Linked DNA regions of Sus scrofa: region 1 is linked to region 2. A link is a contact called in public Hi-C data. All regions are on one chromosome and are shown on one strand. The core of a region is the stretch at or near the end of the contact, and the rest is flanking DNA. Distances in the headings are between cores, read along the strand shown. Region 1 has its middle 62 kb from the start of SLCO5A1. Region 2 holds the start of PRDM14 (PR domain zinc finger protein 14).

What was found. A called contact is a pair of places that touch in the nucleus more often than the background predicts.
Region 1: a contact with region 2 is called in a Hi-C map of skeletal muscle, with 5 times the contacts expected there. A contact is called at or near these places in 9 of 47 Hi-C or Micro-C datasets (alveolar macrophages, embryonic fibroblasts, epiblast stem cells and 5 more).

Annotation. Positions count from the first base shown.
Region 1 is chr4:65,375,317-65,379,221 of Sscrofa11.1, forward strand. No RefSeq gene overlaps it. Among named protein-coding and RNA genes, the nearest start is that of SLCO5A1, 62 kb to the right of the region's middle.
Region 2 is chr4:65,272,630-65,276,415 of Sscrofa11.1, forward strand. PRDM14 (PR domain zinc finger protein 14) reads left to right here and starts at 1,359. Exons shown (of 7, transcript XM_021090784.1): 1 at 1,359-2,073; 2 at 2,682-2,735; 3 at 2,827-2,984. The coding sequence starts at 1,374.

The DNA.
Region 1 (3,905 bases), core at 1,320-3,819, 100 kb after region 2:
GACTAGTCAGGATTCTTGAGTGTGTGTGTGTGTGGGGGGGGGGAAGCGCAACAAAATAAAATTTATGAGTTATAAGGGACTTTAGAGACGTCTAGGTCACCCTTCTTGTTTTCTTAGAGTTTGGGTGTCTGTTCAAGGTCATATGGCGCATCAGGCTTAGAAGGGTCTAGAAGTTGTCACTTCTCCGTTATATCTTCTCCAGGTGAACCTAAGCCTTGTTAAATGGGAGAAATTTTAGGCGAAGTTACAGGGAGCAAGGCTGTACTTAGTTCTTTCTTTCTCACTTTGAAGAAAAGGAGTTAACTCTGTCAGTGCTGTTTGCCTATCAGGATTCTGGAAAGGTCATCGCCGGTTTCCTTCAGTTGAAACCAGTGCACCAGCGCCACCTACAGGACTTGTGGAGAAGAGACACATAGCATTTTCCTATTAGGACACTTGTCTTCTGGGGCAAAAATCCTAGATATTCATTTCAGGTCACCTAAAAATTATTATTACTAGTAGTCAAAAAAGGCTGCTAACCAGCGGTTTTGCAGAGGGAAAAGTTGCACCTAAGAGGAACGGAGGAGGCAGTGTGCTTCGGGGCTATGTCATTGGAACCATCTTAAACAGAACTTCCTTTCTTCCTCAAAGCCCACCGTTTTCCAAGGCTTTTCTCCTTTGAGAAAACATTATCTTTTAGTAAAATACAATTACTAGGAGTGTTACACTTGAGAGAGGCAGAACGGAGTAATGGGAACAACAACACCGGCTTTTGACTTTGCAGACTCAGGCTCAGATCCTGACCATGAGGATATTTAACGTGTGACCACTGCTCTCGATTTCTTCATCTGAGAAAAGTCATGTATAATAAGAATAATAGGAGTTCCCATTGTGGCGCAGCAGAAACGGAATCTGACTAGTATCCATGAGGATGTGGGTTCGATCCTTGGCCTTGCTCAGTGGGTTGGGAATTTGGTGTTGGGGTGAGCTGTGGTGTAGGTCACAGACTCGGCTTAGATCCTGTGTTGCTATGGCTGTGATGTAGGCTGGCAGCTGTAGCTCTGATTTGACCTCTAGCCTGGGAAGCTCCATGTGCCACAGGTGCAGCCCTAAAAAAAATAAAAAAATAAAAATAATATTATCTGGGATCTGGCATTGCCATGAGCTGTGGTGTAGACCACAGATGCTGCTCAGATCCCGTGTTGCTGTGGTTCTGGTGTAGGCTGGTGGCTACAGCTCTAATTGGACCCTATCCTGGGAACCTCCATGTGCCGCGGGTGTGGCCCTAAAAAGACAAAAAGACCAATAATAATAATAATACTACCTGATGTGGTTGTCAGAAGGATTTCTTTTTTTTCTTTCTTTCTTTTTTTTCCCTTTACGGCCGCACTTGCAGCATATGGAGGTTCCCAGGTTATGGGTTGAATCGGAGTAGCAGCTGCCTGCCTACACCACAGCCACAGCAATGCAGGATACAAGCTGTGTCTGCAACATACACCACAGCTCATGGCAACGCCAGATCCTTAACCCACTGAGGGAGGCCAGGGATGGAACCAGCAACCTCATGGTTCCTAGTCGGAGTCATTTCCGCTGTGCCACAACTGGAACTCCTGTCGTGAGGATTAAAGACACACAAGGTCTAGTATCAAGTTCTCCAAGGCCAACTGCAATGATTTTTAATAGTCCTTGCCTCAGAGGGTTTTTTTTTTTTTTTTTTTTTTTTTTTTTGGTGTGTGTGTGTGGCTACACTCATGACATGTGGAAGTTCCTGTGCCAGGGATCAAACCCATGCCCTGGCAGTGACTTGAACCACTGTGGTGACAATGCTGGAACTTTAACCCACTGTGCCACAAAGGAACCCAAGAGGGCATTTTATTTGTTTTCTTTTTTTCTTTTTTAGGGTTACACCTGAAACATATGGGAGTTCTCAGGCTAGGGGTAAAATTGGAGCTGCAGCTGCTGGTCTATACCACAGCCACAGCCCTATCAGATCTGAGCCACATCTGTGACCCACACAGCAGCTTGTGGCAATGCTGGATCCTTAACTCACTGAGCAAGGCCAGGGATTAAACCCGCATCCTCATTGATACTAGTTGGATTTGTTACCTCTGAGCCACAACGGGAACTCCAAACTTTCCTTTTCTATCACCTACTTGTGCCTTGCTGATTTGCAGAATACAGTGATTTGTATTTTTGTCTAATCTCCACTTTCAGACTCTAAACTCATTGTGGACAGAGACTGGGTTTACACCTTCCAAGTCTCCACAGCATGTGGCATCTTGCTTGCTCATAAAAGACACTTAAATTGAGCTTATTGAGTGAATGTCTTAAGGTTCAGAATCAAACTATGATAGGACATACCAGGGAAAATTATTAATAAAATAGGTCTTAATTGCTGGAAATATTTTACCAATGTTTGCTGACTGTTTTAAGGGTTGCGGGAGCCCCACGAATTCCACTCCTCCCCCGTCTTTGTAAACACACTTTTCAATTCCTCCAGGTTACCCTAAGCGCCTTCTATACAGCAATTCTGACGGGCCACGAGTCTGTGCTCTGGATTTCCCCAAAAAGTAGAGCGCTTTGCTGTTCTTTCTACCTATGCCCTCGCGCCCTCTGCTGGAAATGCCTAGAAGTGATTCTCAAAACTGCTGGAACTGGCACTTTCTCCCGGATTTGCTGGGAAAGATGATCTTTCCCCCCCTTAATTTTGGGGAAAGATGAATAGTTTCACTTCTTTATTTTTCCTCATCTCTTTCCTCAGCCAGTACTGAACTCCTTCCTGGAGGCGAGCACTTCCGTTCGTGGAGTGGTCCTGAGTTTCCTCCAGCTGTTCTGTCCTTTTGCAGAGCCCAGCTCAGGGTTCCCATGGAGCGGAGCTCTCTGACCCGACTCGGGGTGAAATGACACCGGGCAGACCATCCCGCTCTTCGGAAGGGCACCTGGGAACTCTGAATTCACTGAACCCAAATCAATGTAGTGCATTCTAATCCACTTAAGAAGGCATTGCGTTTTCTAGCAGCCCCCAGGAAGGGGAACGTGTGGTGGGACAGAAGAAACGCGGTGGAGAAAAACGCAGGTTAGCCAACCACCAAGCTGTGCTAACATGTGCGAGGTGGGGTGTCAGACCTGCTTCTTAGCCACTGCATTGGCTGTGAGTGGAACTTGAGACCCTCTTTCGAACTGTTGAAAATACAAAGATCAAGTCTGCAAATGTTAAGGGTTTACTGTCACTGTATCTAAAAATAAACTGATGGAGTTCCCATAGTGGCGCGGAACCGAATCCGACTAGGAACCATAAGGTTTCGGGTTCCATTTCTGGCCTCGCTCAGTGGGTTAAGGATCCGGCGTTGCCGTGAGCTGTGGTGTAGGTCGCAGATGCGGCTCCGATAGGGTGTTGCTGTGGCTGTGGTGTAGGCTGGTGGCTACAGCTCCGATTGGACCCCTAGCCTGGGATCCTCCATATGCCTGTGGGTACGGCCCTAAAAAGGACAAAAAGACAAAAACAAACAAACAAACTGACAACTGAGGACAAGTAAAACCATTCCCTGGGCTGAAACCAAAGATAAATTTCTACTGTCTTGTAGACGACATCGTATTATGCCATGAACAACATCCTCAGCAACATTCTTGCAATAAATGTGAGTGCCCTATAGATATATCTATTAAGATTCCTTCACTATAGGCTGAGGGCTCACTACCAAAGCACAATTCATTAGAGGTAATTTGAGGATGGGTTAGGACAGTGTTTGGTATATAGGAAGAGTTGGGTCCAAAATACACACCAGGACGAAGAACATTCTGGCAAACTGGCAAGTCACTGGCATTTGCCTGAGTACATTTTCTTCCACAGAACACTTTCCAAGTTGGTTGTGGATACTATTTTCAGCTGTGGATTATCCTCTGTCGGAGCTGTTAAATGATCATGA
Region 2 (3,786 bases), core at 109-2,608:
CAGCCCTGCGGGCCGGCCCGAAGCCTACCGGTCCCGAGCCCGCGCCGTCCCTTAGCTGCCCGGAGGCGCCCGCTCCGCGGCTTAGCTCTCCAAGGTGGGTGCCAGACCCGGCGCGACGCGGTGGCCCGGGGCCATCGCCCGCCCGGGTGGTCGGTCGCGCAGGCAGAGCTGTCGCTGGCGCCGTAGTTTTAGGGGGGTGGTTTTGCCCTCTTGGGGCTTTTACTCCTTAAGTGGCTTTCAACCCCAAATCGCAGATCCTCGGGTTGAGGCGAGAGCAGGAGCGGAGCGCCGTTGGGGGGCTCAGGAGGAGACAGGCAGATGCCTTCGTCGTGGCTGACCTCTTCTCCTGACCCCATGTTCTGTAATTTCTGAGTCACGACCCTGGTTCGTTTCCATATCGGGCTCATTGATCTTGCCCTTAAGACCCGCTGGCCCTGAAGGGGCTCCATCCCCCAGCCTTGGTGAACTTTTGTCCATTAAAACGACATCCATTCCGAGTGGAGGCGGCGGCGGCGCGGGTCCGGGAACCTTCTCTCAGCTGCCTGGCCTGGGGTTCGTCCTCGCCTACTCCTAAGCCGCCAGGTCGGGAACCTGGGGGGATGTGGCGGGACTCGGCACACGTGGGGAACCCGCGCTGGCTGCGGAGCTCCGAGGGGAGCCGAAGGTGGCGCCCTCCTCCTCCTCTCAGCCGGGTCCCCTGGGCCCGCGGGGTCAGCACTGGGCCTCGCAGCGGGGCGGCCTCCCTGAACCTGTCCCCGGGCTGGGGGAGCGCGTCGGCTGCGTTATCCTACCCGAGCTCGTGGCTCTGCCCTCCGGGATAGGGACCTAGGAGCGCCTGGAGCTGCCGCCTGCGCCCGAGCTCAGCCCGGTATTTCTCTAGGCTCCCAGCCCCGAGGCTGGGAAGACCCCGCGGCTCCGACCCACCCTGGAAAAGAGGATTTTTTTTTTTTTTTTTTTTTTTGATGAGGAAGAGGGCAGGATAGGGAACTTGAAACGGATTTTGCAGGAGCCGGGTTTGGGCAGAATGTAGAGAGGGGGTGTTGGAAGCCAGCCGTCCTGGGTCAAGGTGGGTTTGGAGAGAGAAGGCAAAGGCGACACTTACCAGGAACTTGAAGTCAGGCGGAATCTCGGTAGATTTTCGTTTTGTTTTGGGTTTTTTTTGGGGGGGGAGGGGGGCGGATTTATGGCTGCTTTTTGTTTTGTTGGTGGGGTAGGTCTTTCGGGATTGAACTGGGAAGTGTATCCAATTCCCTTCAACCCGGGGCTGCCTCGGATGGTGGAAGTGTGGCAAGAGGGGATGTCCGCAGCGCCCGGCACCCCTCACTCGGCTGCGCTTGCTTTTCCCGCAGGCGGACCGCTCGCGGTGGCCCAGGATGGCTCTGCGGCTGCCAGGTGAGACCGGTCCCCAGGACAAGGAGTGCTACTCGCCCGACAGGCTTCAGAGCAGCCCCCAACACCTGGCCGCCTACTACACCCCTTTCCCGCACTATGGCCATTACGGGAACACCCTCACCACGGCGGAGGAGGGTTTCCAACCTTTCCGGCAGCTGGAGGCCCTGTCGGCGTCCCCGGCTCTGCCCCCCTTCGCCTTCCGGACAGCGCCTCCCTTGCTGAGCCCCGGGCTGGCGCTGCCGAGGGAGCCGCTCTATGATGTGCCCTGGTACAGCAAGCTGCCGACGTGGTACCCGATCCCCCACCTGCCCAGGGAGGTGCCACACTTCCTGAACAGCCCGCGCGAGTTCACGGGCGCCCCCGCCGAAAACTTGGGCCAGGTCGGCGGCCGGAGCGATGGTGGCCAGTGTTGGGGACCTGAAGTTTTCCTTCCGCCGCCCCCAGTGGATGCTTCTCTGCTACCCGAGAGGCCGAAGCCCTCCCAGTTGTTACCTGGCTCCCCCGGCGAGCGCTCTGAGGATGGCCCCAAACTCGTGAACCAAGAGAGAAAGGCATCGCCCCGTTACCACTTCACCCAGGAAGACCTGCACTTAGTTCTGTACGGGGTCATTCCCAGCCCTCAGCACCCAGCCCGCTTGCACCACGCGATGTCGGGCCTCCTGGTCCCCACCAACAGCTCTGGTAAGGGCAGTCCACAGGATCCAGGACCTGGGTGGGAGGGGAGAAGAGGTGGGAAGGAGGCAGGAGCAGCGAAGAGGCGCTTCAAGGTGGATTCGAGGCAGTGCGGGTCCTGATCCGGAGTGTACCCGGCTTCCAGGAGAGGATGGAGCTGCAGAGGTCAGGCTCACCTCCCAGCCCCATTTACTTAACTCCGCGACTCCTGAGGTGGTTTTAGTGAGAATGAGGGGGAGGGGAGAAATGGTTTGTGCTGTGGGGTAATCAGGCTGGCTCAGATTCTAGCAGAAAGTACGAGGTATTTCAATGAGAACCTCGTGCCTTTTACACTGGGAGTCTCGGCTCAGCCACCTGACCTCAGCCCGAATCAGCATTATCTCTGATTTCTCAAGTTCCTTACATGTGCAAGGGGGGTTAATTACAGCATAACCAACTAGCCTCCTTCGGAGTCTCAAATAAGAAATTGCATATGTAAAAGGAGCAGGAAAAAAGACAGGTAACATCAAAACTGAGTACAATGGTGAGCTCCAGCTAGTGGGTTGGAAAACTCGGCATGAAAGCCTTTCATACTACGTTTCATCGAAACATAAACATTTAACCCTGTCTTTTTCTAGGGTCTGATTCTCTTCCTCAGACTCTGGATAACAGCTCCCTTCAGCTCCCGGAAGGTAGGCAGGGCTCCTGGCTTGGAATCCTTTTCCCCAGCAAATGCGGTCAGTTTCCTGACTGGCATTCTTTTCTGCCTTGGGATCTTCCTAGGTCTCTGCCTGCGGCAGACGATGTTTGGTGAGGTCGCACATTTTGGTGTGTTCTGCAATAGCCTCGTGGCCAAAGGAGTCAGGTTTGGACCCTTTCAGGGTAAAGTGGTCAATGCCAGTGAAGTCAAGACCCACGGAGACAATTCTCTGATGTGGGAGGTAAAGTTCTTAACGGTGGGGTTGGCGGAAAGTGGGGAGGGAGGCGGGTGGGGAAGAACCTTGGCCCCTGCTCCTCTGGGAGGGGGGACTTTGTCTCTCTTGGGGCCATAACCCGCTGTCTGTGCTGCCTCTTTTGCAACATAAAGGAAAAGAAAGGCAGATGTTCCATCCAAAAGGATTGCACCTCTGCACGGATTCTATGTATTTTTTGGTGCCTTAAGGCATTTTCATCAGAAGATTGGCCATGGAATATACATTTAAAGAATCGATACATTGGGTTATATGTATACACAAGCCAAATGCTTTAAAGACTAGTACGAGGAATACGCCAAGGGACTAAAACCAGATTTAAAATTTTTGACATTTCCCTTTGAGGATTTTTAAAAACTCATACTCTTGACTCTGTCCGAGGCAGGCTGGTAGGATTGCAGTTTGTCAGAATTTATCAGATTATTCTACCTTGTCCTGAGTATCTACTTCAAGGATTATCATTTAGGAAAATGATCTGAAATCCAGACTTCACAGGATTCTCTGTAATAACAAAACATTAGAGATGGTAGAATTGCCAATGGCAGAGAAAGAATTAAATTATGGCTTTGTTGATACACACGCAAACTAAGTCTAGAGAAAATACAAAACCAATAGTGGTGGAATTAAATGTAATCCCCTATTTCCCTTACCTCTGTTTATGAAATTAACTTATGCTCACTAGAAATTTGGAAATCAAGGCAGTGACAAAAGAAGACTCTTTTTAAAATGTCACATCACCTGTAGAGATATTTTTAAACTAATAAATCTGTTT